2 separate regions of the Sus scrofa genome follow, and region 1 is linked to region 2. A link is a contact called in public Hi-C data. All regions are on one chromosome and are shown on one strand. Each heading gives the region's core, a stretch centred on a gene start, on an enhancer-like site or on the middle of the called end of the contact. The rest is flanking DNA. Distances are from core to core; before and after follow the strand shown. Region 1 has its middle 69 kb from the start of TCF12. Region 2 holds the start of TCF12 (transcription factor 12).

The links. A called contact is a pair of places that touch in the nucleus more often than the background predicts.
Region 1: a contact with region 2 is called in a Hi-C map of skeletal muscle, with 4 times the contacts expected there. The contact joins the enhancer-like site here to the promoter of TCF12 in region 2. A contact is called at or near these places in 5 of 47 Hi-C or Micro-C datasets (embryonic fibroblasts, heart right ventricle, skeletal muscle and 1 more).

Annotation. Positions count from the first base shown.
Region 1 is chr1:115,123,489-115,127,560 of Sscrofa11.1, forward strand. No RefSeq gene overlaps it. Among named protein-coding and RNA genes, the nearest start is that of TCF12, 69 kb to the left of the region's middle. Within about 2 kb of position 1,688, at least 7 of the 83 cell types and tissues checked have an H3K27ac peak or open chromatin away from gene starts, as enhancers often do. A contact at or near this core is called in skeletal muscle, where this site is marked.
Region 2 is chr1:115,054,082-115,058,226 of Sscrofa11.1, forward strand. TCF12 (transcription factor 12) reads right to left here and starts at 2,282. Exons shown (of 21, transcript XM_021094696.1): 1 at 1,939-2,282; 2 at 883-979. The coding sequence starts at 957.

The DNA.
Region 1 (4,072 bases), core at 438-2,937, 69 kb after region 2:
CAGCTTCTATACCCTGGTGAGGAGCCCTGACCATCTCTCTTGCCTTGTTTCCCCTTTATCTTCTATTTGTACATTGCTTCGAAAGCAAACCAAATCCTGGTACCAAACCCAAACCAGGTTTAGTAAACAAAACAAAACCAAAGTAACCAAACACTGTGAATTTCTGTATCCTATCTTCTCTGCCTAGAATAGCCCTTTCCTCCCTTTCCCCCGAATGTATATCTGATAAACTCCCACTTAGCCACTAACCTAGTTCAGATATCAGGCTCTTAGTGAGATCTCTTCCTTTTCTATCCTCTAGGTTGTGCTGTCTTTTGTACCTATTTTTAGATTCTGGGTGCTGATGATTTGCTCTAATGTCTGCATTCCCTTTCTGAACTCTTAGCACCTGGAAGGCAGCCCATGCCTTACTTATTTTGGAATCCTGAATGCCTGGTAAGAGTGCCTGGCATTCAGCAGGTCCTCCATAAAATTGTGTTGAAACTAATTGGGTTGCATTGAACTGAGTAGGAATGTAGAGAAGACTTGAGATAGCTGAAGATCTTAGGGTTTTATGTCAAATGTTAAAAGGGGGAAAAAATCTTAGAAAAGGGGAAGATGGCAGGAGCAGTATCCTAGAGGTGAGAATGACCCTGGCAAAAGATGGCGATTGTGGATGTTCATATCTTACTGGAATGGAGGTTGTATAGTGGGAAATGTTGGGAAATAAGGTCAGAAAGGCCAGGTAGGGCCATGTTATGGAAGACTTTGAAGGTCAAACAAAGGGTGTGAAATATGATGCAGTAAGTGCTACAATTCAAGAAAAGAAAAATTTAGAAATATCCCAATAATCTGTATGCAAAATGAGCTTATCGCTTCTGTTTTTCTCTATTTTGGAACTTATCACATTGTTACTATTGATGTATCATTGGTCCCAGTTGATCTTCAGTCAGCTGAACATAATAGAGTTGTAGTTTGAAGAGTGTGATGTGTTGGAAGTCAGAAGCCCTGGAGTTGAATTTCTGCTCTGGACTAATTTGTTACCTGATATGGTAAATTCGCTTTACTGCTCTGATCCCTAGTGCTTTTATCTGTAAAATGAAGGCCGAAGGTGGGTGACATGATTCATGAGGTCCCGTTGATCTTTAGGAGTCTATATGTAGCAAGATAAGTAATTCTTAGCTAATTTATTCATCTATCTCTGCATCTTAGTTTTGTTTATTTATTTACTTACCTGTTTTCTAGGTATCAGAGTTGCTTTATTAGACTGGTCTCTGACAGTCCCATAATCTGCTCTGCTGAGTCCAGCCTCTGAGGTCTTGACCCTCTTATTACACCTATAAAGCCCTTCCCAACCTCCACCCTTCCCTAAAAACCCAGCTCCAGTCCAACATCTTTCTTAAAGCTTTTCCTAACTTCTCCAGTTCTCTGATATTTACCCCTTGCTTTTGATGTTTAATGATATTTTGTCTTGAGTTAGTCTTCATCTGTTATATATTGACTTCTTTGTCCAATTAGTTTGTAAGATTAAAATAAGGAACTATTATATACAATATTTGTTAATCTCCCCAACCCAGGTGCACTTCAGGTCAAAGCTAGGCACAAAAATAGTTATTTAATAAAGTTCTTGAATATTGAACTGAGTGAAGTACAGGAATATTACTAAAAATAGAAAAAAAAAAGAGCATCAAAAGTACACCTATAGGGCTTGAAATTGAAGTAATGTAGCACATTCATGGTTTTGTAGATGGTATTTTGTATCCAGCAAAAGACTGTTTTAAGACAGGGTGATCTGTAAAGTTTCTGGTCTGTGGGCTTGTCTTGAATTCAAGAGCGGGCGATGTTAGGGCCTAGAGATATTCTAGCCAACTCAAGGAAAAGAGAAAACAGAGAACTGTTTACTGAGTGACTTTGCTGTTGGACATGTCCCAACTGCAGCTTGAGAACATCGGGCAGAGTTACCACCCTGCTGCCACAACCTCTGCCAACTTGGATAAGAAGCAGTGAAGTTGACCTGTCTTTTGGCTCTGAAACAAGGCGAGGGAGCGTACCAGCAGGCATGGGAAGGAAGAAGTTGTGAAATGAAAAGACTTGAAAAAGAGATGACTGACTGATCCTCTTTCCTCTTTCTTCCTATTACCCTGAGTCTCTCTTCTGCCTCTGTGACACCTGTAAAGTGGTATAAACCAGATCCTCGCACCTTACACTAACCCTAGGGGTCTGGCTTGAGGCAGCGGAAGGCAGCATGAATCAGTTATTTTGGATTGTTTTGCTTCCTAGAGTGGTCCTACTTGGAAAGGTTTGAAAATCACTACTCAGGTAATTAGCCTTTAAACAACCTAATGCTTTTAAAACTCTGCAAAATATAGGAGGAAAGATCACTATTTAAAGTAGTGGAATTCTAGATCTGGAAGTATCAGGGCTCTCTTGATTGTAAATTAGCCCTTGGAAATAAAACATCTGAGGTTAGGAACTCCAAATCCCACTTTGGTCTCAGATTGCCCCAGGCCGTCTCTGGTAAGAAAGTCTAGAAACTATGGATTCATTATACGTCACTCCCACCCCCACCTTTCTGACATACCCCAAAGCTGTTAGTGTTTATAACAGATGAACTCAGCATTGCGTTGATTTGTCTTAGTGTGTGCGGAAAATTAGGAATAACTCCCATGTGTCATCAACTATTTAGTCAGCACTCGATTCCTTAGCAGGGGAAATGGTAAGATTTATTAGGGAAAGTATCTGTCATCCCATATAAATAGATGCACAGTTAAAGCAGATGCAGAAGGCAGGGCGTGTATTTCTGGGTGACTGATCATAAGGAACTTATTATCAAGAACTCTTTGGAAAATCAGTCATTTGGGAAGGTGGCAAACATAAGGATACACTTACATTTTTATGCAAAATGGTCCTTAAAACAGTAATTTTGACTTTAAGTACATTATTGGGGTAGAAATCTTTGTAATTACAATTTTTTTTTTTTTTGCTTTAACTTTTTACTTTTGAGAAAATACATGCAAGTGGTACAAGCGGTCCAATAGTAGAAAAAGGCACATAAAGTAGGTCTCTTTCCCACTGCTAAACCCAGTCCCCTGTCTGCTCCCCCAACAGGCCCCCATTGTCAGTTTATTTGTATCATTCAGAAATATTAATCATAAACATGCTGATTTTCCCTTTTAGTTTTTACACACATGGCAATCCACTCTCCATATTCTTCCCCATCTTGCTTTTTTCCTTAACAATATACTCTGGAAATTATTTCTTATCAGACTGCACATTTGGGCCAGGCCCATTGTTTTTAACAGATGTAACCAATGTTGACATCTTGCCATAATGTCTTCAGGGTTTTTGTTTTGTTTCAACATGATAGATATACTTTAACCACACCCCCAACTGCCCAATTCCATTGCTCTCTGCCCAAAAGTAAGCACTATCCTGAAATTAACATGTATCCTTTCTGCCTGGTTTTTATATATTTAGTGCATATGTATTTAGTATTTCATTCTGTGACTATGGCACCATTTATTTATTTGCAATTCTATTATTGAAATTTAGATTGTTTCCAGTTTTTCTTTACTGTTAAAAGCAATGGTACAGGCAATGGTACAGGCTAACATTCTATTTCATATCTCCTTGGGCACATGTATGTGAATTTTTGAGGATATATTTTTATAAAAGGAATTGCTAGGTCATAGGCTATGTGCTCACCAACTTCATTTGATATTGTAACATTGCTCTCCCACATAGTTTTTACAATACAATATTCACAGCAACCATATTTAACAGTACCCCCCCTTTTTTCACACATTCTCACCAACACTTGGGGTTCTCAGACTTCTCAGATATTGCCAGCCTGATAAGTGAGAAGTAGTACATCATTATGGTTTCAATTTGCATTTGTTACTGAAAGTATCTTTTTTTATGTTTTGGCTATTTAGCTCCCTTAATAATTAATTATTGAAATCTTCGACAATTTTTCTATCACATTCCTTGTTTTTCCTTGTTGATTGATAGGTATCTTTTTTTATATTCTGGAGAGTAATACCCAGTAATATATATTATAATAAACTTCTTCCAGTCTGTGGCTTGAGTTTTT
Region 2 (4,145 bases), core at 1,032-3,531:
ATTTGGACCCAGAAAAGACTAATACACTTAACATTTTCTTTCCTAACACTATTTGGAAATACTATTTTCTGTACTGAAAATCCAGTCACTGACATGAGAGATGCTAAGGTTATTAAGTTTAAAGGTACGTTATTGTCAATGATCTTCACTTCATAACTTAACTCTCATTACACTTACAATTTAATACACACACTCACAACCATATCCAGTGAAACTACTACATACAGCAAAGATCCACTACAACAGTGTTATAAAGCAGATAGTAAAGCAGATACTTGTCCTACCTAACAGCAGTTAAATAAAGGAATTCAAACCATTAGAAATAAAGGTATTGGGTTCTATTGGTTTCAGGTGATTTTTTAAGTATTCATTTTTAATGTACATATAGGCATTTACTTCTTACAGGTACATATATACGTATACAAATATATATATATATGGTTATCTAAAGAGCTGGAAATTCTAGCCCTTTACTAGCTTTCTTGCAACTGACATCTTTCAGGTACCATAAACTATAGCACATCTTAGTAAGGCAAATTGATTAGGAATGCTGAAAAAAAATTTTTTTTTCTTTTTTCAAATTTTTTTTTCAAAATCCCTAATAATCATCAGGGTCAGAGGGTGACTCAACCAAAGCTCATGATTAACGTTGTTCTCCTTTTAACTGGTTAAATCAAATGACCCCTCTGGCATTTAAAGTTTTAAATCTGCAAGTCTAGACATTACATCAAAGTTCAGGTGTCCAACTTGGGGGAGCTGGACTCCAGCCCTGAGAACTACTGCTCAAAGCAGATGGAGTTAATGCTGCCTAGCCGCTCTCCCCCCCTTTCTTTTTCTGTAAACCTCAGCAGAACCCCAAGATGCCACGGAAAGCTCTCATACCGCACTGAAGTCCAGCAGGTCGCTCAGCTCCTTGTCGGTCCCTATAGCGGCCATGCGCTGCTGTTGGGGATTCATCTTGGGCCACTTCTAGTAGGTCCTAAGGCAGAGGAAAAAGGCTCAGCAAGAGAGCACCGAGGCCCAAAGTGTTTACGGGGATGGACAGGGGCGTAGGAGAAGAAGAAAAGCACCGGGCTAATACCCTTCTCATTCCCCACCACTGTAAGAGCAGGGGGCAGAAGAGCCCGGCGTCCGCGCCCGGTCCGTGATTCCACGCGTTTCCTGGCGCGGCCCGGGAGCGACGCTGCGGTTCCCGCAACTCGCCGCCTCTCCCGCAAGTTTCCAAGCCCGTCCCTGCCCCCTCCCCGGCGCCCCCCACCCCGCTCCACCGCCGGGTGCCGGGCGCGCGGGGCCTGGCCGGGGCGGGGGTCTCGAGGGGCGGGGTGAGGGGCGAATGGGCATCCAGCGAGCCGAGCGGCGGCGAGGGGAGCAGCGAAGTGACTCACTGGATCCGCAACAATAGAACTGACAAGTTGCACGGAATGCGCCGCTCGAAGGCCCGCGTTTGCGGCCGCCGCCGCCCGGACGTCCCCGGCGGGCCCAGGGGGTCGGAAAGCACCCCCGGCGCATCGGAGGAGCGTTTTTAAAAAGAAAACAGAAACACCGACAACTAGTCTCGCTCTCGGCCGGCGTCCTCCTCCCCCGGCTCGGCCTCCTCCCACTTTTGCTGCCCTGCCCGCGGCCGGCCGGCCCCGGACCTGCCTAACAATGAGCCTGGCTCGGCAGCCGAAGAGCCCGCTCTTGCGCGCGCCCCGGAGCCCAGCCGAGCGGGGCGCGCAGGCCGAGCGCGCCGCCCGCGGGCCTGGCCGTCCGCGACTCTCGCCTCCGCCCCCACTCCACTCCCCAACTTGCAGAGGACCCGGGGCTCGCCTCTGTACAAAGGGGCGCGGAGTTGCGGCGCGGGCCGGGGGCGCCTCCGCTCTGGCAGGGACGCGGCGGCGCCCCGCAGCCCCCATCCCCGCCACGGCGTCCCCCTCCCGTTCGCCGGCCCGTAATTACCTGCCGCCCCGTCTCCGCATCCAACCACCCCGATTAAAGTTCACTTTGGCCAGGAGTGCGGGCTCGGGCTTCCCCTCGCACCGCCCGGCGATTCGGCTCACTTTGCCCCGCGCAAGCTCTCGGATCCGGGCGGGGGAGGCGGCTCTCGGGCCTGGCCGCCCCTTCCTACCGGGGCGGGCTGACGGTCCCCCCGAATAGAACTTGTGGGTCTCCTCAGGCGGACATTTTTTTCGCTGAGGCGGCCTCAGCACCACGCTCGGCTCGGCTTCGGATCCCTCCGCGCCGGGAAGAGCCCCGGGTTAACCCCTTCGTCCCCGATCCGCTCCCGCCGCCTGCGCCGAGGAAGTGGGGCCAGCGAGGGGGCGGGGAGGAGCCGGCGGGAACGGGGAGGGGCCGCCGCGCAGCCTGTGGACAAAGCCCGCGGTGGGGTGAGGCGGGCCGGAGTCGGAGCTGGCGCCGGCGGGGAGGGGCCGGAGGTAAGCGCAGGCACCCCGCGAGGCAGGGCCGGGCAGCCTGTGGAGAATGCCTGGTCTGGGCCCGTGGAGACGGGCTTCGGGCACTGTGGCGCCTCCCCCGGCTTGTCCTGCTCCTGCTTCCCGCCCCGAAGCGAAGCGGCGGAGACGCAACAGCAGTCGCATCTGGATCCGCTGCCCAGGCCACCTAGCCCGAGGCCGCAGAGCCCTGAGATGTTGCAGTTCCCGAGCGAGCCGCGCTGGACGCCGGACGCCGCGCTCGGCCTGGCCTGGAGCCTCAGGCCCCGGGAGGCTGCTGAGTACTCGAGCGGAAGAGGCATGCTTGAAGAAGGGAGACCGGCCACCTCGATCGGCTCTTGGAGCAGGTACGGTGGTCAAATTCGTTGCTGAGCGGAATGCAGAAGAGGCGAAATCTCCCTCAAACCACGCCAAGCAACGTGGCCTTCAGGTTCCCAAACATTACACTCACTCAGGTCCTCACGTCTACAATCACCTCTTGCCATCTGAATCCCATTTGAGGCCACCGAGTTGCACAGCAGGATGTGGTCTCGGAAATGGATGGGATCAGTCCCTTCATTTAACGGCCCAGGGAGTTTCTATACCATAGCCACTGCCTTGCAAGTTCTGAATTTGACCTGAAGAAGCCCCAAACGGAGGAAAGAAGACAACTAAACCTCAATTTCTTCCTATCAGGATATCAAAGGTTTTCTCCGACTCAGCAACTACAGTGAAAACCAGTGAGACCCAAGCCAAAGAAACACTGTGAGGAAAGAAGACAAATCAAAAGAAACAAATTGAAGGATGCAGTCAGTCCTTTAAGGACAACAACCTGGCAAGAAGGAGTTATCGGAGCTCAGATGTGCATAGAAACAAGGAGCTAGATCCAACTGCGAATATGCAAGTTCTGTGCTTTATTACAACCCGAGTTATCCAGCGGAAGAAGGCAGTTGTAGCTTGGGGATAAGGGTTTCCATGACGTTGTCAACATCTACTCCCGGTATCTTGTGCCAGATCCGGTGCTAGGCTCCCCTGTATCCACTCCCCCTTATCTAGGTAAACACCCAGCCCCCTTCTTGGTGTCACATCCATGGCCTGGCTGCTTACTGGAGAATGTGGTGCCAGCAGAAGTAAATTAGGAAAACTCCAACCTAAATAAATCAGCATAGTCCCATTCCCTGCTGCAGTTGTTGGTTGGCAATGTACTTGACACAATTTGGGCCAGTGCTGAAGCTTTAGGGAAAGTTTTTGATTGTTGGCTTTATGTTGCAAGAGCGCTTCAGAGCAACCTCCTTCTTCTGTATGTACTCAAGAAATCCAGGAGCAAAAACAACCAAAAAATGTGAAGGAATATCACCAGCATATTGTATGGAAAAACAAAAATCAAGAAAGCCATCTTCCAACCACCAGGTCCAGCCAGGTTAAAATAAAGCAGACATGGAGAAAGCATAGACAGAAAAAGATATGATCTTTAGTGATGTTTTTGAGTCTATGATCAAACAGCTTTTGAACCCAGATCTCCCTTTATTGATTGAATCAACAGGATTAGAGTTTTGTTCTATTTGTATACTAATGTGTTATAAGGGATATAGGCCCAATAGCCATTTTTTGTAGCAAACACCTAAATATCAAGATTGGAAGTCTGACTAAAATTTTTAAGGCCCCATCCAATTGTAAGATTCTATGGCTAAGTGGTAAAACTGAAGAGAAATATTGAGGAAAGGAGAAACCATGTAA